Regions from separate parts of the Mus musculus genome. Here regions 2, 3, 4, 5, 6 and 7 are each linked to region 1. The links are chromatin contacts, called in public HiChIP or PLAC-seq and promoter capture Hi-C maps. All regions are on one chromosome and are shown on one strand. The core of a region is the stretch at or near the end of the contact, and the rest is flanking DNA. Distances in the headings are between cores, read along the strand shown. Region 1 holds the start of Dffa (DNA fragmentation factor, alpha subunit). Region 2 holds the start of Gpr157 (G protein-coupled receptor 157). Region 3 holds the start of Draxin (dorsal inhibitory axon guidance protein). Region 4 holds the start of Slc25a33 (solute carrier family 25, member 33). Region 5 holds the start of Ubiad1 (UbiA prenyltransferase domain containing 1). Region 6 holds the start of Tmem201 (transmembrane protein 201). Region 7 holds the start of Srm (spermidine synthase).

Region 1 (3,652 bases), core at 566-3,065:
ATCAGTTAAGAGCACTCACTGCTCTTGCAGAAAAGCCTGGGTCTGGTCCCCACCACCCACATAGTGGCTCACAACTTTCCAGGACCCCAGGGCCAGGGCATGTCTTCTTTTGATCTCAGCAGCAGGTACCGGGCAAATGTGTATGTAGTGCACAGAGATATATGCAAACAAAACATTTATACAATAAATAAATAAATTTAATACAATTTAATACAAAAAATAAAATAAATATTTTAAAGTTTTTCTCTGATGGGACATTGCATTTTTGGCAAGACTGAAAATTAATGTTCTATGTTGAAAACTGACTTCCTTCAAAATATCCTGCAGTGGTGGCTCATGCCTTTAATCCCAGCACTTGGGATGCAGGAAGATTTCTGAGTTCCAGGCCAGCCTGGCCTACAGAGTAAGTTCCAGGACAGCAAGGGCTAAACAGAGAAACCTTGTCTTGAAAAACAAAACAAAACAAAAAATTAATTAATTTTGGTTTTTGAGACAGAATTTCTTTTTTTTTTAAGATTTATTTATTTATTATTATATGTAAGTACACTGTAGCTGTCTTCAGACACTCCAGAAGAGGGAGTCAGATCTCGCTACGGATGGTTGTGAGCCACCATGTGGTTGCTGGGATTTGAACTCTGGACCTTCGGAAGAACAGTCTGGTGCTCTTACCCACTGAGCCATCTCACCAGCCAGAGACGGAATTTCTTTGTGTAACTTTGGCTTGTTCTCCTTGGCCTTGAACTCAATGAGATACAACTGCCTCTGCCTCCCAAGAGCTAGGATTAAAGGTATTCACCAGCATGCTGGGTTACAAAAATAAAATTTTAAGAAACATAAGTAAACCAGCTCCTTTTAAAAACTTAATAATAATTTCATAGCAACCATTTGTGTGTGTGGGGGGGGTATGTGTTCACATGAGCATACATGCATGCATACAAATGTCAGGTTGTGTGATCAGAGAACAACTTTTGGAAATCTGTTTTCCTACCATGCTGGGCTCTGGGATCAAACTCAGGGTGTAAGGACTGGCAGCAAGCACCTTTACCCACTAAGCTATCTTGTCAGCTATTTAACTTAATGTAAAATGTTTACTTAATATTTCAACTTGCTTGTAAATCATATCCTTTAAACTTCAAAAGTCACAAAACCAGTCCTGAAAAACACACAAACACACACACACACAATTTTCTCTTTTATGTAGCTCTGGCTGTGTAGAAACTCACTATGTAGACCAGGCTGCCCTGGAACTCATAAAGATCCTTCTGCCTCCTGAGGATTAAAGGCCTGAGCCACAACACCCAGTTCAATGGCAACTCTTAAAACATGAATATGCATCTGGAGAGATGGCCCAGCAGTTAAGAGCACTGACTGCTCTTCCAAAGGTCCTGAGTTCAAATCCCAGCAATCACATGATGGCTCACAACCATCCGTAATGAGATCTGATGCCTTCTTCTGGTGTGTCTGAGGACAGCTACAGTGTACTTATGTATAAATAAATCTTTAAAAAGGAAAAAAAAAAAACATGAATATATGGCTGGCAATGTAGTGTAGAACTATGCTTACCATACATGAGACCCCGGGTTTTCCATCATACAGTCTTTTAGAGAAGAAAAGGAGGGGAAGGTAACAGGGTAGGGGAAAGAAAACAACAGAAAAAAAAGAAATCTCCAATCTGGACCACTTCCCTAAACTGAATCCCCCCCGCCCCTGGCTTTGAACCCAGAAACTACAATTCCCGTCGTGCCCTGGAACGCCCGTGATTAGCCGCCACTAGAACTACATCTCCCGGCGTGCCTTGGTCTCGCGTAACTTGCTGAGAGAACTACATCTCCCGTCAGGCAGCGGGAGGAAGGTTGTCAAAGCTTAGGGAAGGGGCTCTGGGCTACCTGGGATTTCCCAGAGTCGCCAGGTCCCCACTTTGAGGATGGAGCTGTCGCGGGGAGCCAGCGCCCCAGACCCGGACGATGTCCGGCCTCTCAAACCGTGTCTGCTACGCCGCAACCACAGCCGCGATCAGCACGGCGTGGCAGCCTCCAGTCTCGAGGAGCTGAGGAGCAAAGGTTGGCTGCTGAGGGGACCGGGCGGGGTCGGGAAGGTGACCCCAGAGCCTAGGGACTGCAGGGACCCACGTGGGTCCAGTGATTGACAGATTCCTGGCGTTTTTACTTACCTACACTGAGAGGAGCCGTGAAGGGGACGGGAAACTGTGCAGGTCCAGGTTCATTGACCTGATTTTGGACCAAACCGAGTCCAGCGTATTCTGTCCACTCTGGCTCACAGAGGCGGTACTGGGGCTCCCCGACGGGATGGGAATGGGAGTCCGCACTCAGTACCTATTCCATTAAAAGGGAGCTGTCAGTGCCTGCCCTTAGAGTCCAAGTAAGGAACGTGAGCCATGTTCTGATCCTGACTATACTTTGCATTTAACCATCTCTGGACCCTTAGTTTCCTCAGCCGTGTAGTGGGTGTATTTTCAACTTTGCTTCAAAGGATTCTTGGGACTCTCAAGTGAGATGGTCTGTTCAATGGTTACTTACAAGCGTTATTAGCCCGTAGCAACAAATGAGATACTCAAAGAAGTTCTGCAGGTCTTTCATGTCAGCTAGCTCCGGGCACGGATTCACCTGTGCCAGGGTGTGCATCGCTTCCGGAGAGCTAGCTACTGAGACCCAGGAGCAGGGTTTGATCTGGTGACAGGGGTTCTGTCACACCAAGGCTTGCATTTCACCCCAGCACAAGGTTAGTTCAGCTTAGTGCCACTTCAGTTGCATTGGCTGGGTGTCCTTGGCCCCAGAGACTTCTGTTCTCTGCAGCAGAGCCTATAGCAGACTGACTGGCAGTTCTATTTTGGGTGATGACAGCCTTATGGAAAGCCTCTTGCCTGGCAATAATATAAATGAAATGACACTGAGTAAAGCTTCTGCCAATACTGTAGTTTCCTTCAGTCTAGAAGAACTGCAAAAGAAGATAGCCACAGAGAGAATAAACCACCTACTTTTTGTTTTCTGACATTTGATGTGTAGAATTCAAGATTACCACCGAATAAATGAGCAAGGGACAGCATTACGCGTCCACTGTAATCAGACCAGCCTCTGGTTGGATGCTTATTTATGTAGACTCAAATGCCTCCTATGTGAGGATGCTGGAAAGATGGCTCAGCTGCTGAGAGTGCTTTCTGCTCTTGCAGAGGATCTGGGCTCAGTTCTTAGTACCCACATGGTGGCTCACAACCTTCTAGTACTCCAGTTCCAGGGCATCCAACACCCGCTTCTGGGCTCCATGCATGTGGGTGGGCACAACACATGTATGTAATCTACACACATACCTTCAGAAAAAAGAAACCACTCATGAATATAAAATCTAAACAAACAAAAAGTTTAGGGCTGGAGAGATGGCTCAGTGGTTAAGAGCACTCACTGCTCTTCCAGAGGTCCTGAGTTCAATTCCCAGCAACCACATGGTGACTCACAACCATCTGTAATGAGATCTGATGCCCTCTTCTGGTGTGTCTGAAGACAGCTAAGTCAGTGTACTGATATACATAAAGAAATCTAAAAAAAAAAAAAAAAGTTTAGTCTTAACTATGCTACTTACAGTAGGATTTTGAGTAAATTCCTTAATCTCTCAGAGCTTGGGTTCATTGTCTATAAAT
Region 2 (3,652 bases), core at 610-3,109, 980 kb after region 1:
CTCTGCTCTTCATTGCTGGCCCATCTTTCCAGCCCAAGTACTTGAGGGAGAGCAAATGCTATAGATTAAATCATTACTGTGGTTGCACAAACTAATAAATGTACTAAAACTCAGTGACTTGTAGGGCTAAAAGGGCCATTGTTGATGACAATAAAACATACATTTTAAAAATTTATTATTATTATTTATTTATTTGTTTGTTTGTTTGTTTGTTTTTGGTTTTTCCAGACAGGGTTTCTCTGTATAGCCCTGGCTGTCCTGGAACTCACTTTGTAGACCAGGCTGGCCTTGAACTCAGAAATCCACCTGCCTCTGCCTCTCAAGTGCTGGGATTAAAGGCGTGCGCCACTACTTCCCGGCCTTATTATTATTATTATTATTATTATTATTAATTATGTGTGTGTGTGCCCCCATACTAACTTATGTGCTTGCGAGTACCTTGCCCTTAGAGAGCAGGCCATGGGATGCACTGCAGCTGGAGTCATAAGTGGTTGTGGGCCATCGAATATGCAAGCTGGATCTTGCACAAGTATCTCCATCCCTAAGAAATACAAAATGTTCAAACAAGAAAAAAAAAAAAAACCTCTGTAAACTGGGAACTATGCTTCCTTACTTTTTTCTTTTCATGTAACATATTTAAAATTACATTTTTTTAAATTTATGGGTATGGGGGTACGCCAGCCACAGGTGTGGAGGTCAGATGTGGAGGTCAGATGACAATTTACCCCACCAAGTGCGTCCTGAGAATCAAATTCAGACTGTCAGTGTTATTCTGCCCTGGCAATTACTCAAGGCCATCTCATAGGCACTAATGTTTCATTCCTTAACATCGCACCTGGCGCTGGAGAGATGGCTCAGCGGTTAAGAGCACTTGCTGCTCTTCCAGAGGATCAGATTCGAATCCAGCCCCCACATGGTGCAGGGGGTGGGGAGTCTGACGCACTTTTCTAGCCTCTGTGGGCACTGCATACACATGGTACAGGTACATCCGTGCAGACAAAATATCCACGCACGTAAAATGATAAAATGTATTTTTAAAATAGCACTAATAAGGTATATAGAATAAACAAGGAACTAAAAGTATATATATATTTCAGTAGGTGAGCACTTCATTGGGATGTGTAAGGTCCTGAGTTGTACACCCAGCCCCACAAAAACACAATACTTTCATTGTAACAAAAGTTAGAAACTTCCCCAAATCACCACCACAGATCTTGTGAAGATTTCGAGTACCCAAGCTTCAGGAATGTAGGCCATGCTCTGGACCTGTTTTTGCCACCATCGGAAAGAATGTTTCCAGCAACCACCCCTCCCCTCCCCAACACACACGTAAGCAGGCTGATCAGGGGAAAGTAACATTAGCCTTAAAAATGCCATTCTCCCCTCCCCGCCTCCCCCCAACCCCCAGAACAGGATGTCCTGGCCATTTGCTAACCTCCTAGAGTGGCTCTGAGAGGCAGAAGGCAACGATTGGGACAGGACTGGGAGGTACTAGGTAAGAGGGAAGCGTAGAGGCGCAGAGGCGTGGGGAAACGCGGAGAAGCGATTGAGCTTGAGGCTGAAAGAGCATCAGGGCGGAGCAATGCGCAAGTGGGGGGCATGGGAGGAGCTTGAAGGAGGCTGGGCGGGGCTCTGGGGCTACAGGGCGGGACATGGAGAGCTCAGGGGCGGAGCGCTGGAGCTTCAGATTCGGATGTGTTACTGCGCAGGGGCGGGGTGCAGGGGCGGGACGCGAGGAGAGCGCGCAGGGTTACAGAGTCGGGGTGTGGAGAGCTCATGAAGGGGCTACCAGCTTGGAGACAGCAGGGGCGGGGACTCGGGACGAGATTAGAGTGCTCAGGGGCGGGCGTGGAGTGCTCAAGGGAGGGACCTGGAGGACTCAGGGTAGGATTGTAGAGCTCAGGGACAGGGAGTGGAGGGCGCCGCGGTGAGACCGCTGTTGTGTAGTTGTTAGACTGGGCGGGGCTGGGACGCAGGCGGGACCCGTGGGGACGCGAGCCCGGGCGCCAAATGCCCAGACAGAGGCGACCGCGGGCTCGGCTTGGCCACGACCTCTCGGCACCCTTAGGCCTGTGCACCCTGGCTGTCTGCCCTTGGTCCCCAACCCACCATGCCCTCACCCGCGCCTCCCACCGAGCTGCTGCCGTGGGAGCGCGCGGTGGTGCTGCTGTCGTGTGCGCTGTCAGCTCTGGGCTCGGGCCTCCTGGTGGCCACGCACGCCCTGTGGCCTGACCTGCGTAGCCGGGCGCGGCGCCTGCTACTCTTCCTGTCGCTAGCGGACCTGCTCTCGGCTGCCTCGTACTTCTACGGAGTGCTGCAGGACTTTGCGGGCACTTCGTGGGATTGCGTCCTTCAGGGCGCTCTCTCTACTTTCGCCAACACCAGCTCCTTCTTCTGGACGGTGGCCATCGCCCTCTACCTATACCTCAGCATCGTCCGAACTACGCGCGGGCCCTCCACGGACCACCTAATCTGGGCTTTTCACCTCATCAGGTGAGTAGGAGACCCGGCTTTGCCTCCAGGCCCCAGACCCAGGCTTATGGGTCCCGGGCCTTGCGTGCTGTGCTGTGGCATTCGTGCTTTCCCTATCTAGGTGTCAAGGTGGTGTGTCCTACTGGCAGTCACATGCATCCCCGAACCATGGAAGGGTGCCCAACTTGCCCAAAAAGTTGGAGCCAAACCTGTCTGAGCGTCTCTGAAGAGGGTGGTCTCTGTATCTGCCCCAGCCAGAATCTCCCAGCAAGGTGTGGGTGGGTGCAGAACTTGCCCATAGGAAGAGGTCTGCCATTTAGAAAGGAATTGGAGACAGTCTGTGCCCTTTGCCTCCTACTTCACCGCGATCTGGCAGTCTCTGCTGCCCATGGAGAGAAGTTCCAGTCTGCAGGCTAGAAGATGAGTTAGGTGGCTGCCCTGGCCTAAAAGCCCACAGCTTCCAATTCTATACCACAGTGGTTGTGGTGCGTCCAGCCACTCTCAGACGATAGTGTGCCAACTGTAAAATGCACAGAGGTATGCTTCTTTAAGCTTTTCACGACATTTATAAACTTCAGGCCCCCATTACCTGCACTTTCTTAGACGCTTTTAAAAAAGATTTATTCATTTTATTTTATGTGTGTGAACTGACTGCATGTATGTATGTGTATGTGTCACGTGTATGTGTACTTGGCGCCCTCGTAGGTCAGACGAGGGTATCGGATCCCCTGGAACTGGAGTTACAAATGGTTGTGAACCATCATGTGGGTGCCGGGAATTGAACCAAGGTCCTCTACAAGAGCAAGAAGTGCTCTTAATCACTTCTCTTAACCATGCTCTCAACCATCTCTCCAGGTCACTCGATGTGGTCTTGATTGTCGAGAACTCAGGTCAGGGTCAGGCTGTCAGCCACCTGGAGTCCCTGAGAGTGGGGAAGCCCAAGGCCCTGCACTATGCTGGTCCACTCTTCTTTCACGCTTGTCAGCAAGAAAGCTGTGCCCAGAGGCCAGCCTTCCCTCCTGTCGTTTCAGTTTGAAATTCTCGGCAGTCTGCGCAGAATTTGAGGCAGGAAGCCTAAGGCTTGTTTCCTGTCTCTTTGCCTCAGCTCAAGGCACCAGCGTCCGCCCTAATTATAGGTCCCTTCTATTAAAAACTTGAATGCTTTCCAAGGGCCGAGCGG
Region 3 (3,652 bases), core at 351-2,850, 970 kb before region 1:
CCAGAAGCTGCCCTCCTTGCTCTGTGTGCCATATCACTGTCGGACCACAGATGATGGATGGATGGGGGAAGGATGAGGGATTAAAAAGCAGGTTCAGGGCTTGGCAAGTCAATCCACCAGAAGGAGGCAAATACCTCAGCTCACAGCTGACATCATGGACCGAGGAGGCTTGGGGGCAAGACAGAGAGGTCCACAGCTGGGATGAGTGCTTCAGACACCTCCAATGCACTTGGGGCATTGGTAGCACCTATACAGTCACACCACCTTGTTCATGCAGAGGGAGAGGTCACTGTCACTGTGGCTGGTTGTATGCACAGGCAGGGGATGTGTGTTGAGTGTGAGGATAAGACAGGGAAAGTACAGAGAATAGGATTTTGGATGGTGGCAAGGTCTCTAAGCCTGGACTTTGTGACAGGCTGTGGACCTCCACCCCCCACCTCAACCAGGGACTGTAGAGTCCCTCTCTTGTCACCACCAGCACCGCGAAAGTACCTAGGAGTGTTCTCTCATCCCTACAGGTAGATCCTATTGTCCCTGTTTTATGACGGAGACACTAAGGCTCAGACCTACACTCCTTTGTGTAAGACTGCTTACTTCCAGAGCCCCAAGCCTAGAGTGACAGCAACAAACCAGTTGAGAACATCTTGTCTGCTACCAGACTGGGGTGATGGACTAAAGGGACAAGCAGCAGTAGCAAGGGTCACTGCCTGAAAGAGTGAAGGCCAAGAGAGTACCCAGCTGAGATGCCCAGACAAAACTTGTTAGGGAAACCCAGGAACACTCACTCCTTAAACACAAGCTCTGGCTCCGGAAGGCAGCTGAGCCCTTGTGTCTGAAAAGCCTCATGGTGGGAAAAGCCCAAGCCATCCCAGAGAATGGAACTAGGTGCCCTCGAGGCGTAAAGCAAACACTAGTCCAGCCCCAATGGGGAAAAAAAATGTGAGGCCAGGCTATGCCAGTTTTGGGTGAGTTTAGCGTCCCGAACACACCCAGCCTCCGGGGGGCGTCGTTGAAAGGGACAGAGGCGCCCTGGTCAGCTTTGCCCCCACTCAGGCAGTCTCTGGAGACTTCTTCCAATGGTGATAGACGAGTCCTCGATCTGAGATACCACCCAGAGTTAGAGACAAAAAGACACTGGGTCCCAAAGGTAGAAGGCTAGTGCGGAGGACCCGGTACACCGAAAGAGCAGCAAGGGCGCACGCGAGGCAGAGTGCCACAAAGCACGAAAAAGTGAGTGTCCAGTTCGGTGCCAGGAAGCAGATCAGGCAGCGGGACACAGAGCCGGGAGGCAAGGGGACACCAGGTGCGAAGTGAAGACAAGAGTTAGGCGGATAGACAGACAGACACGCCAGTCAGAGGGCAAAGAGGGAAGCAGAGCATCCTCCCTTCCAGCAGGTTGCGGACCGTGGTCAGGGTGGTCCACCAGGTGAGCGATGGGCGGGGCCGGGGGCGGGCCGAGCCAAGCCGAGCCTTACCTGTCGGGCGGACGGGGAGGGGACCGAGGGCTCAGGGCCGAGCGCCTGCGGGAGTGGAGCGCAGCGGAGGGCGGAGGGAGAGGTGCACGGGTGGCAGGAGGCTGCTCGGGCTGCGAAGGAGGGAGTGAGCGAGGGGCGGGGACGGCGCGCAGGGAGGGGACGTAGGAGGGGCCGCGGAGCTCCGCGACCTCCCGCCGAGGGCCAGCCCCTGGCCTGGCCAAGCCCCGTGCGCTGCGGGCGCTGCGCCCTAGCCAGCTGCGCTCGCCGATCGCCGCCCGCTCCCCCGAGGCCTTGGCGCCGCCGCCAGGGCGCGGGGCAGACAAAGGAGGCAGACAAAGGCGAGCGCAGCCCCGCGGCCGTGTGGGCACCGGGCGAGGCGGGCCCGCTCCTCCGGGTGCGTAAAACCCACCTCGGCGAGGCCCCGGGGCGCGTGGGACGGGAGGGGCGCCGGGCAGCGGTGGCGCATCTGGAGTGGCCCCGTGTGTGTGTGGGGGGGTGTGGGGGACAAAGGGCAGCGGCAGGGCGTCCCTGGCGGACCCCCTCCCCCCAACAATAGATTCAGGCTGTGAGTTCAGCTGCGGCTGCGTCTGGCGGGGCAGGAGCCGGCGGGGTCCCCAAAAGGATTATTCCGCCTAGGCTGTCAAATGGGACGGAAGAAATGCCCGCGGCAGGGAAGGCGGGACCGACAGCGGCGAGGCCTTTGTAGCCTGAGAAAGTGCGCGGAGTGGGGGAGGTTCTCAGAAGTCCCTGTACTAAAGGGGTGTGCGCGAGAACCTCAAAGAGTGGTCGGACCTCACCTAGGTACCTATGGCACACTTGTGCCTTCGTTTCACCTCCCTCCTAACACACACACACACACACACACACACACACACACACACACACACACACACACACACACACACACACACACACACACACACACACACAGAGTCAGCTTCTTGCCACTCTCCTGTCCCTAACCGGCCTTGCGCGCGCTACTCAGCCCAGCCCAATCCGGACAAAGCCAGCCAGCCCTGAGGCGGCTCATCCATCACCGTGCGGGGTGTCCTGCCGACCCTGGGAGTCCGGGAATGTTGGGTTACGGGTCCCACGGCCCCCATAACTCACAACGGGGTCAATGGGGCCGCCGACATTGCAAAGATCAAAGAGTAATGGGGCGGACCTGGCACGTGGGAAGAAGGGGAGGCTTCCATTTCCAGTGTGACAAACTGTGGCTTAGAGGTTTGGTAGTGCAGTTCCGCATCAGGCAAGATTCCTCCTCCAGTGCCAAAGGATAACCTAAGGCAAATTAATTTCTTCGAGTGGGTCATTGTATGGAACTCTGGATTAAAGGCTTAATGGCAGAGGTCTGTGTAAGAAAAATGTCCTGAACCTCCCAGCCCGCAGAAGAGGCTCCAGGGAAATTAAACCATTGCCATTGTTGAAGCTATCACATGACCATGGCCGGCACAGAACAGCTTGGTGAGAAGCTAGGTGCTAAAACTGCTTCTGTGAGTACCTACTGGACACAACTCAAACTCGAGAGAATAGACTGCAATAGAGTAAAAGCAAAGTCAGTTTCGCAGGCTCCTAGCACTGAGTTCCAGGACTTGAGAGAGATCTTATCTCAAACAAACAAACAAAAATACAGGCAGAACAGTTAGAAACTGTAGCAGAAAAGAGACTGGACTTAGGGGAGGAAGTAGTAAGCAGGGAGGGGGGCTCTTCAAGGATTGGGCAGTAGCCTGGTGTGCATGGCCAGTAGATGCCCCTTGGAGGCAGTCCCAAATGTTGCTCTGCCTGTTACCCAAGTGTGGGACTCTGTTCCTCCAGGTTCTTCCAAGAGTGACTCAGGAGAGGACTAGGCTCCTACCCCATCCAGATTATGGTGACGTGGGGCCTCGGTTTCCCTATCTGTAAGATGGGTCAGTTGATTGGCCAAAGCAGATCCAAATGTCCATCAGCAGATGAGAGTACAAACACACTGTGGTCCTTCAGGAGAAGGGGATGTTAACTGGTCCTAAAAAGGAATTCAAGAACAGCAGAGAGGCCCAACATGTAAAAATGCGTGATGCTAAGCCTGACCACCTGCATTCGAATCCCAAGGCCCACATGTAAGGAAAGTAGTGACTCCCCCAAATTGCCCTTTGACCTTTATACACGTGCAATGATGCATGCCTCCCAATAAATATAAT
Region 4 (3,652 bases), core at 700-3,199, 670 kb after region 1:
TGACAACTTTTAACTATAGTCTGTGCCCTCTTTATACTGACTCCTTTCATGCTCTACCTTAAAAGGTGTTTTAGGCTAAAATCCAATTAGAGCTCTGAAAGCAGCTTTTTGAGGGTTCATTTCTTTTCTCATCTGCAAGCACAGAGATCTTAAATGGCTAATGAAGGAACCAGAACTTGTTAAACACCACTGCTTCAGGCACAGCACTAATAAACTCCCTGCCTCTTAATGAGTCCCGCAAGCCTCACTGCCCATTGCAGTATTCTCTATCAGCACGTAAGAGGCTGGAATTGGCAGCCAGAGGGCACTGTGAAGGGTGTGCAGGGAAATCCATCCAGACAGGGTCATCAACTATAGTAGTGAGCCTCAACACAGGCCACTCTGAAACTCCCCCAGTTAAGAGCAGGCAGACATACAACATAAGAGACCACTCAGTTAAAAAAGAAAAGAAAAGAAAAAGTATAACAAACAAACAAAACAACCCATTGAGTATAAACTTATTTCTCTTGGCTTTAAAAATATGCCTAACAGACTTTAAGTTCCCTGGGATGACACATTTATATAAAGTGAGGGTGCCTTCTAAGGCTTACTCTCAAAGGTTAATACCAATGAAGACATGGATAGGAGGAATGAAGGCCTGACAGAAATGGATGAACAAGAAATTCCTCCTGCCTAGGCACAACCATTAAAGCTATCTGACGGGTGAAAGGTACTGCCAGCCTGCCAGGTAAAAGGACCAAGGCACCAGAAACCCTTTCATCACCGTTATTTTCTGGATAACCCTTTCATTAACCATTACTTTCTAGTATATGGAACTGTTTAGGTCCAGTTATAGTTCTCAAGTGAAGATGATAACACAGGAAAAACGCTGCATGTTATGTAAAACTTAAATAGCTGGGCTAAATCTCAAAGAGCTCTTCATGACCCCAGGGCTGGGGACACAGCTCCATAGATAGTTTGAAAAACCAGCACCAAAAGGGTCCCAAGCCACTAGCAGCTATGACAAAAGGAAAAGAAAAATACTATTTAAAAAAGAAAACCCCAAACTTTCGTTTTTTTAGGGGGTTAATTCAGCTCCTAGTTGTATCCTCCTATCATGATGTGTTCCTCCACTGAAAATCACTGAAAGGTGCTTTAGGATCGATTAGCACTGACCAACCTTCCGAGGTCCCCATTTACCGTCCCACGTGGTGCAGACCAGCATCCGTTCCCCCCCAACCCCCCATACTCCGCAGGGCAGGCCACGGGCTGCCCTGCGACACCTGCCCGCAGCTCTGACCCAGCGCAGTACCTCCTGGGCTAGCTGCCCCGGGACCTCCAGCATCCGCACCTCTGCAGCGGTGAGTGACCGCAGCGTGATCAGGAAAACGCCAGGAGGCCGGAGCCACAGGGGCTCGGCGCGATCGCCCCTGGTGACAGTCACACCAGCCAGGAATTGTTCAAAAGGAGAATACGGCGAGAGGCGGCCGGTGGGTGGGGGATGGGACCGCGGACGCGCCGGGTGGAAAGCCGCCGTGCCGGCTGACCCCGCGGTGGGGACGCCGAAGCCACGACCCTCCTGGGCTGCCCGTCCTGGCTTCACCCCAGTCCGCGACGGACGGGAAACGCGGATTCCCAAGGCCACGGCACGCAGGGGGAGAAGGCCGGGGCTGAGGCGAGAGCAGCTCGGGCCCCAGACTCACCCGCCGGCGAAGAGATGAAGCAGCGTGTTCTCTTTCTGCTGAGTGCCCGTCGCCATGGCCGCGCCGGCTCCGCGGCCCGCCGCAGCCGCTCGTGGGACGCGCGAGGTCTTGAGCTCCGCTGGCTTCGCTGCCTTCCTCAGGCAGCCGCCGACGCGCCCATGCGCGCGGGAGGCCCAGGCGCCCGGCTCCCTCCGCGGCGTCGCGCCCGGCCAGTCAGCGGCCTCTGCGGCGCTTTCCAGCCGCTAGGCAGAGAGCCTAGCGCGCGGCCGTCACGTGGCGGAGGCCGGGCCGTGACGTCGCGGGGCGCGGCGCGGCGGAGGTGTGGGCCCGGATCCCGTACGCCTATTGGACGGCAGGTGGATGTGGGCGTGGCGGTCGTGCAACGCGGGGCGGGATCAGGCCCCGAAGGGCTGCTCAGGATAATAAGAGGATGACCAGCAAACTGGTCAAAGCTGCTTGGTCCTTCTCAGAGGCTGGAAACTGAGTGTGTAACCATGCCCTATGCTCCAAACCTCTTCTTCTTTTTCTTCTTTTTAAAATTATGTTTATGTGTGTGTGATTTGTTTTTTTTTAAGACAGTCTTACATTGCAGTCCTGGACTGCCTGGAACTTGCCATGTAGACCAAGCTTGGCCTCAAATTCACATTTTATCCGCCTGCCTCTGCCTCCCAAGTGCTGGGCCTAAAGGCGTGCGCCACCACTACCCAGCACCTTGGAACTTTCTATGTAGACCAAGATAACCTCGAAGTCACATTGATCCTTTTGCCTCTGCCTCTCCAGTGCTGAGATTACCCAGCTGTTTTTTGTGGTTTTTATTGTGTGTTTTTAAGGGATGTCATGGGTTCACACATGCCACTGTCTAATGGTGAAGACCAGAGCACAGCTTGCAGGAGTCAGTTTTGCCTATTCATCATGCAGGTCCCAGGAATTGACTTGTTTTTTGAGACAGGGTTTCTCTGTGTAGTTCTAGGTGTTCTGGAACTTACTGTGTAGACCAAACTGGCCTCAAACTCACAGATCTACCTGCTTCTGCCTCCTGAGTGCTGTGATTGAAGGCATGAGCCACCATGCCTCACGGGTCCCAGGAATTGGACTCAAGTTGTCGGATTTGGCTGCAAGTACATTTACCCTGAGCTCCCGATCTTTTTAAGAATTTCATTCTGTAATATTTCCATGTATAAACATGTATGGTGATTACATATTACATCTCACAGCTCTGAGCTTAAATAGGAAAAAAAAAAAAAAAACACGTCACCTAAACAGCCTGCCCTCCTCTAGCCTACCCTTAGTGTTTTGTGTGTTCTTGATCTTTCTATAAATAGCATTATATTTGGTATGTATTTTGCAGTGTGAATTTTGTACTGTGTGCGCTGATGCTCGGACTTGAGCGACCCAGATCGCTCCTCCCCTTAAATATCCTGGACCACTGCCACAGTGAGCCTGGCATCTTCTTACCTCCAGGTCTGGCTCTTGGCTGGGCTTTGCCTGGTTGCCCTGGCAGCACCCTGATCACATGGCTTCGGTGACTCCATGTGGGCTCGTGTACTCACTCTGTTTTATTCAAACTGTTTGTCCCATTCTGGAATGCAAGCTCCATGGGAGTGGGGGGCCTTGTTTTTACACTTCATGGTTGTTCTTAACAGATTGTTCCTGTCACGGTACCTGCCACCTAGTACTGCCCAGGGAACTAATAAACAAATGTCCTAGATTGAACTGATCATTCTACTCCTCCCCCAAGCCTGCTCAGTCTCTTCTGTTCCCTGCCCTGGTAGTGACTCTATATTCTGCACAGGCACCAAGGCCATTAATGTCAGCTTCTAAACTGACTCATACTCTCTCCCTTCCCCTCCCTCCCTCCCTCCCTCCCTCTCTTCCCTCTTTCTTACTTTCTCCCTTCTTCTGCTTCTGACACTTCTAGCTCTGACAAGTCTTGGAACTCATCCTTTCCTTCCTTCCTTCCCCCTCCCCTG
Region 5 (3,652 bases), core at 756-3,255, 660 kb before region 1:
CTCACTGTGACCTGCATCGCACTTCAGTTAATGAAGAACCAGACTCACAATGGTTCCAAAAGATAATGGCTTACATTCTTATTACACATTGACTTTTTGTTTTGTTGTGTTTTGTTTTTTTTGAGTGCAAGCATGTGTGTAAAAGACTTTTGAGGACAACTTTTGGAAGTTGGTTCTCTCCTTCTACCTTATGAATCCTGGAGATTAAGCTCAGGTCATCAGGCTCTGTGGTATCGGCCATTATCTGTTGAGCTATTTTGCTAGCCCATTCTATGCTTTTTGTTTGTTTGTTTGGTTTGGTTTGGTTTTTCGAGACAGGGTTTCTCTGTATAGCCCTGGCTGTCCTGGAACTCACTCTGTAGACCAGGCTGGCCTCGAACTCAGAAATCTGCCTGTCTCTGCCTCCCAAGTGCTGGGATTAAAGGCGTGCGCCACTACTGCCCAGCTTAAAATTTTATTGATATGTGTGTGCACATGTGTGCTGATGCCAACTGGGGCTCCAAGGGGGTGTTGGATCTCATGAAGCTGAAGTTAAATATGTTTGTCAGGCACCCAACATGGGTGCTGGGAACAGAACATGGGTCCTCTATAAAAGCAGTTTTATATATAGTGCAGTTGAGTTTCCCACCTTTGGGGAAATCACAGGGGTCAGCATATTGGAGTACAATAGAGAAGTCTTGGCCAGGAAAACCACCTTTGAGATCATGGCATCTCCCTTGCCAGGTAAGTATGAACATTTATTTATTTCTGTATTTTATGTACATGAATGCTCTGTTTGCACTGTAAGCCTGCATGCCAGAAGAGGGAATCAGATCCCATTACAGATGGCTGTGAGCCACCATGTGGTTGCTGGGAATTGAACTCAGGACCTGTGGAAGAGCAGCCTGTGCTCTTAACCACTAAGCCAACTGTAGGGGGGTCTCCAGCCCACAGTAAGAGATCTTAAAGGCTAAGCCATGTCTCCATCGGGGGAGCAGTGTTCATAATCCACTGCCAAACCAGTATTTTCACAACTTAAGGTTTCAAAGTATCCACGATACACACATTTTGGATTTCCAGTCAAGTGGCCTACTTTAGTAAGGCGTCTTTGACACGTCTACCATTCCTATGGAAGGTAGCAGTTTCCAGTTTAGGCAACTGGGACCTTAGAGCAGGAAACAGGCCAATTCTTACCTCCTGTGTAGAGAAAGGAGCCAGACAGGCCTCCGAAGTAGATGAGAGCCAAGTGTTCCAATTTCAGAGCGGACAGGTAGTAGAGGCAAGCAGCACAGACGCAGCCCAAGGTGTAGAGGAAGACTCCAAATCGAACAACATCCTGGGGCTCCAGAATTCTGTCCACCAAAGTTCTGTCATCACTCTTTTTGTGGTCAATGCCCTTGGAAAAGTCATAGTATGTGTTGACCAAATTGCCGGCCCCGTGTACAGCCAGGACAGCCACTGCACAACCCAACAACAGCCTGGGATCCAGGACACCCTGAGACCTGTAGGCCAAGGCACTGCCCAGGGCCACAGGGGTGAGTGAGGCACTGAAGCTCCAGGGCCTCAGGGCCAACACGTAGGAGGCGCACTTGTGCCTCCAGGATCGTTCGGGAAGCCTGTCCTGCTCGGGCCATTCGTTCTTCTGCGGGTCCCCGACCTTGGCTGTCTCTCCTGCCAGGATATTAATCTTCTCCCCCGGGGCCTGTACCGCAGCCATGGAAGCTACACGTGGCTAAAGTCAATTCTAAAAGTGAGCCACTCAAGGGGACCGCCCCAGGACGGAGACAGGCGGGACAGCCTGGCCTGACCTTTCTCTGGTTCCGCCCCCGGTCAGGGTTTGGGAGGCGGGGAAAACTGAAGACAGCAACCAGGCCATGCACCGCCACGGGGCCAGCGGCGCTGCCCGCCCACCTGTCACCTGAGCGAAGCCTGTCTGGGGTCGCTTCCCCCGTGCCACAACTCAATAACCCGCCTCAGCCCGCAACCCCTATCGGGCGGACGGCGCCGCCATCTTGTGCGTCGGCCTCAGGAGGCCGGCCCGGAAACTCGGACCTGGGGCGGGCAGGGCCCGGTGAAGGCCGGCGAGGGGCGTGGTCGGAGAGGGGTGTGGTCAAAGGCCAGAGCCCAGGTTCAACAAATTAGCTAAAAGCAAGTCACTGGAAAGAAGCAGCTGTTTAGCCCTCCTGGGATTTCAGGGCGTGTCGCTTTGCGTTATACTGGGCAGGTTCACTTACTGAAATAAGAAATAAGACTCATTTGTGGTTACCCCAATACATCCTACGTTGAAAGTATTGTGCGCATTGCTGGGCTGGTGGTGCATCCTTATGGCCCTAGAACTTGGGAGACGACGACAGGAAGAGAATTCAAGGACATCCCTTATTATATAGTGAGTTTGAAGCCAACTCAAGCTTCGTGAGATTATCTTTTTGTTTGGTTTTCGGTTTTCAAGACAAAGTTTCTCAGTGTATGTAGCCCTGGCTGTCCTGGAACTCACGCTGTAGACCAGGCTGGCCACGAACTCAGATTTACCTGCCTCTGCCTCCCAGGAGCTGAGTAAGATTAAAGGTGTGTGCCACCACCACCCTGCAAAAAGGAGATGGAGAAGAGGGAAGGGAAGGAGAAAGGAAAGGAAATGGAAGGGAAGAGAGGAGAGACCGAAAGAAGAAAAGAGAAGTGTTCATAAGCCAAGAGCTTGGAAAAGAAAATGCGGTACTATGTGATGGAACATGTATGTATAGCTGGAAGAAAAAGAAGTAGGAAGCTTTCTGTGTACTAAGATGTAAAGACCTACATGGTTTTTTGCTTTGTTTCTGGAGACAGGGCCAGGACTGATGGCTCAGCGGTTAAGAGCATTAGCTGCCCTTCCAAAGAACAGGGTTTGATTCCTAGCACCCCCAAGAGCTCACAACTGCTTGTATCTCCAGTTCCAGGGGATCTGACCCCCTATTCTGGCCTTTAAAGGCACCAGGCATGCATACATGCAAGAAGATCACACTAGATATACATATATACAGGCAAAACACCTATTCATAAAAAATCCAATAATAAAATGGCAGGGGCCTATATAGCTCAGGCTGGCTAGAAATTGGCAATGTAGCCCATAATGACCTTGAAATTTTGATCCAACCTTGAATCTCCTCCAACTCCCTGAGTGCTGGAATTACAAGCATTCACCCACACTTGGTTTTATGGGGTGCTGGGGATTCCACATGCTAGGCAGATAATCTACTATCTGAGCTACATCCCAACCCTACACCCTGCAGGCTTTTGTGAACATCCTAACGTGGGAACTGCCCCTGAGTCCTGTGAAAGAACAGCTGGTACTCAACGAGAGTTGAAATGTTGGAGGGAGGGGATGCTGCGATGGGGATGTAAAGTGAATTTTAAAAAATAAATGATCAGGAAAAATTAAAAACCACAAAAAACCCACACAGATGTTAGGCCAGGCAAGGTGGCACATGCCTTTTAGTCTAACACTCCAGAGGCAAGAGGATCGGTCAGTTCAAGGCCAGTCTGGTTTACATAGTGAGTTCCAGGACAGTTGAGGGACTGTCCAGTTTACATAGTGAGGCCCTATCTCAAAACACCGGAAACAAAACAAACAGTGAAAAAACAAGTTGAGGCTGGGCAAGGAGGTGAACACTTGGTAATCCCAGCAGTGGAAGAAGGGGCA
Region 6 (3,652 bases), core at 849-3,348, 630 kb after region 1:
ACCACTTTGGCCAGTTTTAAAACTCAGGAAGGGCTGACCTGAACGCAGAAACATTTTCTTCACACGGCTCCCAAAGCCTGGCCCTATGCCATCTCTGTGATTAGCTTGAAAACACCCACTCCCCTAAAGGCTTTCCAAAACCAAGTTCCTGCAGGCCCTCCTCTGGCATATTCAACCCCCATTCTTCACCACAGCTGATTCCTGCCTGCCACAGCTTCCCCTCCAGGGAAGGGGAAAGAAAGCTGCAGCCTCTTGCTAAGTGAGGCTTGCTTCAGAACTGTGAGAGGCCAATTCACCTGCACATGAAACCCAGACCTCATAAAGACAGTCACCCGAGACCCCGTGCTCTGACCAATCAGCAGCAGTAGTCCAAACATGGTCCAAACCTTCACAGTCTGGTGTCAGTATGAAAAAAGCATGAAGGGGTTTTTGGCTGCTCCTGAAAGAAATAACACGTCCCACCGGGCGTGGTGGTGCACGCCTTTAATCCCAGCACTTGGGAGGCAGAGGAGGTGGATTTCTGAGTTCGAGGCCAGCCTGGTCTACAGAGGGAGTTCCAGGACAGCCAGGGCTACACAGAGAAACCCTGTCTCGAAAAAAACAAGCAAGCAAACAAACAAACAAAAAAAACAACAACAAAAAGAAATACATGTCCCACACACACCTCACCAAGAACTCAGATTCCTGTCTCTAGCAGAGGCAAGGCATTCGTTGGCAGGACAGGAAGGGTGACAGGCAGCCAGTCCTGGCCACAACAAGTCCCACTCTGCTCTTTTGGCCAAATGCCCTGAGCTGGCAGAGGCAGCCAGGAGATGCCTGGCTTTTGGGACAAGCTCTGCTTGGCACATGAACAGACTGCCCAGGCTCCCCTAGGCCCAGGTAACGAGGGACTGCTTTGGGTTGGCTGATCTTAAGCGGTCCCTCTGACTCCCAAAAACTGGGTGGGAACAAGACAGGAAGCTTGGGTTGAGATCTAGAGTCAGGCACTCTCTCAGCCCCCCGGGATGTGGCCCCCTCTTTCAAACACAGCTGACATCCATCCCCTCCTTAGGTGCCGCTGACTCACCTACCTCTAACAACTTTTGCCTGCCCTCTCCTGCAGAAGAAATGCAGGGTTAAGGAGGGCGACCTATCACCCTGATTGCCAGTTCAAACCATAGCTCCTTGTCATCCAGCGACTAGGGTCAAGTCCCGAGCACTGCACATCCCCGGCTGTCCCAAAGAGGCTCCCACGAATGCGTGTATGTTCCTATCCTCGGGAAATGTGATCAGGTGAGCTATTCCTTCACGCTGCTGGAGAAACGACTCCATTCTGGGGTTTGACCACGGCAAGCTTGGAGTACTGGGGTCTGCGTGGTCTCTGAGCCATGACAGGCCAGGGTATTGATCCCAAAGCCCATCCGTGACATGTGTCCAAGGAGTACAGCGTACACCTCTGAGTGGACAAGTTCCTTAAATGTGTGGAGCGCAGGCTCCTGCCTCAGGCTGCTACTGCTCACACGTGCCTTCTAAGTACTCAGCTCCAAGGCTTCTCCGGGGGAAAGCTTACGCGAGGAATGTTATTGCTATCGCATACAGACCATCAAGCGCCAGCTCTCATCCTCCTAACCGATGGGCGGCAGAGGCCCAGCAGGGCAGTCCAGCCAGGAGCACGGGCCTCGAAGGGAGGAGCAAGCAGCAGCCCCCTCCCCCAGCCACGGTCGGCGGCTGCTCCCCGACGAGGCTTTTAGGGGGTGAGGGCAAAGGCGGTGGCGGAGAATGCGTCCCGCATTCGCGAGCAGGCCTGGTCCGCCCCTAGGACTCCGCCGTGGCCTCGCGGGGGCGGGGCGGCGGCCCGGGCCGCGTGCAGCGGGGCGCGCACTCACCTCCGCGCAATCCGGTAGAGCACCACGCCGGCGGCAGCGCACGCCGTGACCCCGAGGCCGCCCGCCAGGCCGGCGGTGGGGCAGCTAGCCAGCAGCGCGCTCACTCCCTCCATGGCTTCCGGGCCGAGTCGGTGGGCAAGGGGCGCGGGCCGCAAAAGAGACTCCCAGCGGCCCGCGCGCTCCAGCTCGCGCCGTGACCTTCGCCGCTTTGTAGCCGGCGCGAGCCCGCCCCTTGACTCGGCGCGCTCCCGCCGCGCAGCCAATCGCGGCGCGGGGCGAGCCTGAGTGGGCGGGGCGCCTACGGAAGCCCTCGGCACTGGCTCGGACGCGCCCCCCAGCGTCCACAGTTGCAAAGCCACTCTCTAGAGCTGGAAGGAGTCCCGCCTGCGCCTGCAGCCTGCGCACGCATGCATTTGCAGGTCCTAGTGCTGCTACCTTAACGCTAATCCTTGCCAATGCTTTCTCCACTTAGTCCTGCTTTCCTGGCGTTGGGCTAAAGTCGGTCTGTGCCGCTTCAGACGCCACAGTGGTTGAAAATTAGCTTGCACAAACACAAACGTCCAAAGACGGAAACGAGGTTAAATAATCACAGGATAGCATGTTTCGGAACATAATGCAGCCATTAGAGTGAATGGCTAAGGTGTGTGTGTGTGTGGGGGGGGATTGGTCCTGAAGGGATTATCCTTTTTTTTTTCTTTAGTCGAATGTAGATGATTTTCATAGTTGCCAAGTTTGATGAAGTCTGTGCACTTCAAATAGATTACCTCGGGGAGTGAGATGGAGGGAAGAGCCACTTACAGGCGTGCTTCAGCATTTACGTGAGCTAAATTAGGGATCAAGAAAAACTCACTGAGGCTTGGTGATGCACGCCTTTAATCCCTGTGGAGGTAGGCGGATTTTTGTAAATTTGAGGTCAGCTTGGACTACACAGTGAGTTCCAGGTCATCAGGCAATCCATGGGCTAGTAGGTAGGTCCTGTCCTAAAACAAAACAAAATAAAACAAAACATCTCTAGCAAGAAATATTTATACCAGGTTGGGCAGATGTTGTGGCACAAGCCTTTGATTTCTTTAAAAAAAAAAAGGTCAAAAAATTATGGGGCATGGTGGTGCACACCTTTAATCTCAGTACTTGGGAGGCAGAGGAAGGCAGATCTCTGTAAGTTCAAGGCCACCCTGGTCTACAGAGCAAGTTCCAGGACAGACAGGACTCTGATACACAGAAAAACCGTGTTTTGAAAAACAAAACAAAAACAAAACAAAAACAAAAATCTAAAAAAAGTTTATCTCTAATTACATACTATGTTTCTGTAGAATACCCCACCAACACACACACACACAATTTTATGAGTGTCTCTTTTTTTTTAAAGATTTATTTATTTATTATATGTAAGTACACTGTAGCTGTCTTCAGACACTCCAGAAGAGGGCATCAAATCTCATTACGGATAGTTGTGAGCCACCATGTGGTTGCTGGGATTTGAACTCAGGACCTTCAGGAAGAGCAGTCGGGTGTTCTTACCTGCTGAGCCATCTCATCAGCCCCTATGAGTGTCTTTAAGATCAAGTTCTCTGTGGGCAATGATGGCTTGAGGGTCACTGTAATAATCTCTCGCTTTTGTTGGCAGCTCACCTGTCCACATGTCACCAGTCAGGAAGGAAGGAGCAGGTTGTGTGCAGGGAATCAATGTAAAAGCCTGGAAGGTGTCGCTTGTACATCAGAGACAAGACCTTTCCCATCCTCCTTTTGCTTTCTATTAGCTCTGAGTGTGCCTAGAGTGCACTGGC
Region 7 (3,652 bases), core at 292-2,791, 510 kb before region 1:
CTGCCCCCTCCCCTTTTTCCACGTTGGCCTCTATTTCTCTACTCTCTCCCTCTCTCTGCTTCTACTACCCTCTTAACTCCCCTCCCCATGCCCTAAACTGTTCTATACTATACCTTGTAGCTGGTCCCTCAGGGGGAAGGGATGCCTTGGCATGGGCCCGCTGAAGCACCCTCTTCCCCCATCCCTCACCACACCCCCATAAAACATATTCTTATACCTCTTTATCTTTTTTTTTTTTTTTTTTTTTTTTTTTTGGTTTTTCGAGACAGGGTTTCTCTGTGTAGCCCTGGCTGTCCTGGCACTCACTTTGTAGACCAGGCTGGCCTCGAACTCAGAAATCCGCCTGCCTCTGCCTCCCGAGTGCTGGGATTAAAGGCGTGCGCCACCACTCCCGGCTTCTTTTTAAAAAAAAAAAATTTTTTTTTTAGATTTATTTATTATTAAATGTAAGTACACTGCAGCTGTCTTCAGACACACCAGAAGAGGGCATCAGATCTCATTACGGATGGTTGTAAGCCACCATGTGGTTGCTGGGATTTGAACTCAGGACCTTTGGAAGAGCACTCAGTGCTCTTAACTGCTGAGCCATCTCTCCAGCCCCCCTCTTTATCTTTTTATGTACACAACACATGCTGTCCCCGTCAAGTTCGTAAAACTGGACACGAATCTCCATCTGAGCCATTGTGACCCTGGATGCCCTGGTAGCAACTTTGTAGACCTCCCTCCCTCCCTCCGTTTGCGAGCTTGAAGTCAGCCAAGGCAGGGACAGGGCTCCAAGCAACAGCTCATGCCCTTCAGCTGTGCGTTATGACAAGGGGACATGCTCCCACTCCAGGTGGAGGCTGCTGAGTATCAGTCAGAAACCGTCCCTGACACCGTGTCAGGAATAGCTTATTCGTGGTTCGTCTTCCTTCTTTGGCATTCAAACTGTGTATGGAGCAATTAGCATTTAATATTCGGTAATTAGCATGCTTAATGTGATTCTGATAAGTTCCTTGACATTTTCATAAAAACAGCCACGTTCCCTCCCACCCTTCAAGGAGCAAGACCCAGTTTGTAAAAAGAAAAAAAAAGCCGCGCCAGTCTTTTTTGGTTTTGAATATGCATGTGCGGGGCCTCAGCTGGTAAATTTAGAAAGAGCTCCATTCTTATTCTGCAGCCACCCGCTCCTGGCTGACAATCCGGAGCAAAGTAGCCAAATGGCGCGACAATCCTCGCAAGTAAATAAAAGTCCCATGTGCGCCCAGACTAGACACGATCTGCTCAAACCCTACGGGGGTCCAAGGATGGGCCCCAGCCCTCGAACCGCTGCGCCGGCGCGGCCCGCCCCGGAACCCTCCCGCCGCCAGGGCCTCTCCCCACGTGGCCCGGCAGCCGGCCGCACTACCCTGCTGCGGCTGACAGACAGCACGGCCCAACCAATCACTGCTAGTTGCAGCCCGGGGAGCCAATGAACTCCTGGTGAAGCTGCGGGCCGGCCCACGCCGCCATTGGAGAGCCGGGGTCCCGCCCCTCCGTAGGCCCCGCCCCCGAGCGGGTTAGGTTGCGGCGCGGGCAGCGGGCAGAGCTGGTCACGTTGTGCTGGGGGGGGTCCGCGCGCCCTGCAGTCCCGAACCCGCTACGCGCTCCGTCGGCCCGCCCGCCCGCCATGGAGCCTGGCCCCGACGGCCCAGCCGCGCCCGGCCCCGCCGCCATCCGTGAGGGCTGGTTCCGAGAGACCTGCAGCCTGTGGCCCGGCCAGGCCCTGTCGCTGCAAGTGGAGCAGCTGCTTCACCACCGGCGATCGCGGTACCAAGACATCCTCGTCTTCCGCAGGTATGGCCCGCCGCGCGCCGGTGCAGCTGTCAGAAGTTCTGCGCTGGGCCCGGCCCTGCGTCCACGTGTCACTATCGGGACACGTCAGCCGAGGGGACCCCGGGACCCACCCAGCCCCCACACGTGGCTCGCCTGCCACGTGTCACCCCGAATGCCCACCCCTGGACCCCATGGCGGCCACGTGCACGCCCAGGGAGGACAGGGACCTAACCTCCCAGTGTCCCAGGACCCACGTCCCCGACTGTCTCTGCCCGCAGTAAAACCTACGGCAACGTGCTGGTTCTGGATGGCGTCATCCAGTGTACTGAGAGGGATGAGTTCTCCTACCAGGAGATGATCGCCAACCTGCCGCTCTGCAGCCACCCCAACCCGCGGAAGGTACCGCATTGCCCCTGGGTTCAGCCCTGAGCTCGGGGTCCTAGAAAAGCATGTCGGGCTGACACTAGGTGAGGATGTTTGGGGGCAGATGCTACCCAGATGACTGTCAGAAAATGCGGGTCGGTCAGGATGAATAGAGCTCCTGGGAGAGCTGGTCTCCTTAGAAGCCCCGAGAGGGGAACCCAGGCTGCCAGGAAGGACCCCGTGGCACAGAAGCGTTCTGGAGAGTAGAGAATGACTCAGAGTCCTGTAGCTGGGAAGATCAGGTTCTGTGGGAGTGGGCCTGCTCAGTCCTGACTTGTCCTTCCCTGGCCCAGGTGCTGATCATCGGGGGTGGAGATGGGGGCGTCCTACGGGAAGTGGTGAAGCACCCCTCTGTGGAGTCGGTGGTCCAGTGCGAGATTGATGAGGTGGGTGCAGTCCAGGAGGCCTGGATTTGAGTCACCAGAGTCAGCTCTGTCCCATCCTGACTCTGCACCCCGAGGCGCAATGTTCTTACCATCCCTGCCCTGTTTCCTCAGTCTGAAAAGAGGGTTCAGTAGGAAAACCAGATTGTTAAGGCCTGGCACACACCACACCATGGATGTTAACTCTTAGTGCTTTCAGAGCCCAGGCAGAGCCAGAGAGCTCAACAACTTATGGCATCTCCCCTTGAGACCCAGCATGGTTTTAGTGAGCACTTACTGTATGCTGAGTGTTACCCAAGGTGCTGGGTTGATACGGCCATGGACAGGTGAGCCCCTGAGTGTAGAGCTGGTGTTTGGGTTGGAGAAGACACCATAACACAGCATGACATGATGAGGCCAGACAGGGATAAAAGATATGGAGAACACAGGCTGATAGGAAGTGTGCAGCCACGCATGCTTACAGCCCCAGCACTTGGGTAGAAGCAGGACGATCAAGAGTTTGAGGCCAGCGTGAGTTATCTGAGACCATCTCTCAAAAATGCAGAAGCTCAGATGGGACTTGGTCTGCAGGGAGTTGAGGCCTGAAAACCATGAAGAGCTGAGGTGGTGTAGATCTGGGGGAAAGGGTTTTCAAAAGAGAAGACTTGTCCAAAGAAACCCCACCAGGAGTCCCCAGCCTCTAGTCCAGCCCAGCCCTTCCTCTCCCCCCTCTTCAGGATGTCATTGAAGTCTCTAAGAAGTTCCTGCCTGGCATGGCCGTTGGCTTCTCCAGCTCAAAGCTGACTCTCCACGTGGGCGATGGCTTTGAGTTCATGAAACAGAACCAAGATGCCTTTGACGTCATCATCACCGACTCCTCAGACCCCATGGGTGAGCCAGGGCACGCGCGTCCTGCAGCACACAGCAGCCCCAGACTAGAGCCATGTGATGATGGAGGCCTGAGGACGGTGGGGGTCTAGCCTTGGTCCATAGTGACCTCTGCTTCCTCTTTGGCTTCTTCCCTGTGCTTGTTGGCCAGCATCCGGGTGTGCTATGGTGCAGTGGGGGAGGGT

Evidence for each region. Promoter capture Hi-C pulls out the DNA fragments that hold promoters and counts their contacts. HiChIP or PLAC-seq counts read pairs in DNA pulled down with a chosen protein or histone mark. Capture Hi-C pulls out chosen DNA fragments and counts their contacts.
Region 2: a promoter capture Hi-C map of pre-B cells shows a contact between it and region 1, with 4 times the contacts expected there. The contact joins the promoter of Gpr157 here to the promoter of Dffa in region 1. A contact is called at or near these places in 2 of 39 promoter capture datasets (cranial neural crest and pre-B cells) and 1 of 9 other capture datasets (liver).
Region 3: a contact with region 1 is called in a promoter capture Hi-C map of pancreatic islet. The contact joins the promoter of Draxin here to the promoter of Dffa in region 1.
Region 4: a contact with region 1 is called in an H3K4me3 HiChIP or PLAC-seq map of bone marrow-derived macrophages, with 6 times the contacts expected there. The contact joins the promoter of Slc25a33 here to the promoter of Dffa in region 1. A contact is called at or near these places in 3 of 39 promoter capture datasets (cranial neural crest, embryonic stem cells and liver), 1 of 115 datasets of contacts at active chromatin or transcription factors (bone marrow-derived macrophages) and 1 of 9 other capture datasets (liver).
Region 5: a promoter capture Hi-C map of pre-B cells shows a contact between it and region 1, with 3 times the contacts expected there. The contact joins the promoter of Ubiad1 here to the promoter of Dffa in region 1. A contact is called at or near these places in 7 of 39 promoter capture datasets (the C10 cell line, cranial neural crest, erythroid cells and 4 more), 1 of 484 Hi-C or Micro-C datasets (pre-B cells) and 1 of 115 datasets of contacts at active chromatin or transcription factors (differentiating embryonic stem cells).
Region 6: a contact with region 1 is called in a promoter capture Hi-C map of pre-B cells, with 3 times the contacts expected there. The contact joins the promoter of Tmem201 here to the promoter of Dffa in region 1. A contact is called at or near these places in 6 of 39 promoter capture datasets (the 3T3-L1 cell line, the C10 cell line, HPC-7-derived erythroid cells and 3 more).
Region 7: an H3K4me3 HiChIP or PLAC-seq map of forebrain shows a contact between it and region 1, with 4 times the contacts expected there. The contact joins the promoter of Srm here to the promoter of Dffa in region 1. A contact is called at or near these places in 5 of 39 promoter capture datasets (cranial neural crest, frontonasal cranial neural crest, hippocampal neurons and 2 more), 8 of 115 datasets of contacts at active chromatin or transcription factors (craniofacial prominence, embryonic basal ganglia, embryonic forebrain and 5 more) and 1 of 9 other capture datasets (adipose tissue).

Annotation. Positions count from the first base shown.
Region 1 is chr4:149,102,327-149,105,978 of GRCm38.p6, forward strand. Dffa (DNA fragmentation factor, alpha subunit) reads left to right here and starts at 1,816. Exons shown (of 6, transcript NM_001025296.2): 1 at 1,816-2,060. The coding sequence starts at 1,925.
Region 2 is chr4:150,085,644-150,089,295 of GRCm38.p6, forward strand. Gpr157 (G protein-coupled receptor 157) reads left to right here and starts at 1,860. Exons shown (of 4, transcript NM_177366.3): 1 at 1,860-2,493. The coding sequence starts at 2,111.
Region 3 is chr4:148,129,098-148,132,749 of GRCm38.p6, forward strand. Draxin (dorsal inhibitory axon guidance protein) reads right to left here and starts at 1,601. Exons shown (of 7, transcript NM_027426.3): 1 at 1,476-1,601. It also overlaps a transcript of Mad2l2 not described here.
Region 4 is chr4:149,772,318-149,775,969 of GRCm38.p6, forward strand. It overlaps Slc25a33 (solute carrier family 25, member 33), which reads right to left and starts at 1,950. Exons shown (of 7, transcript NM_027460.2): 1 at 1,683-1,950. The coding sequence starts at 1,738.
Region 5 is chr4:148,442,755-148,446,406 of GRCm38.p6, forward strand. It overlaps Ubiad1 (UbiA prenyltransferase domain containing 1), which reads right to left and starts at 2,006. Exons shown (of 2, transcript NM_027873.3): 1 at 1,174-2,006. The coding sequence starts at 1,696. It also overlaps the pseudogene Gm23303.
Region 6 is chr4:149,735,970-149,739,621 of GRCm38.p6, forward strand. Tmem201 (transmembrane protein 201) reads right to left here and starts at 2,099. Exons shown (of 11, transcript NM_001284270.1): 1 at 1,866-2,099. The coding sequence starts at 1,978.
Region 7 is chr4:148,589,972-148,593,623 of GRCm38.p6, forward strand. It overlaps Srm (spermidine synthase), which reads left to right and starts at 1,542. Exons shown (of 7, transcript NM_009272.4): 1 at 1,542-1,815; 2 at 2,073-2,193; 3 at 2,511-2,603; 4 at 3,317-3,470. The coding sequence starts at 1,649.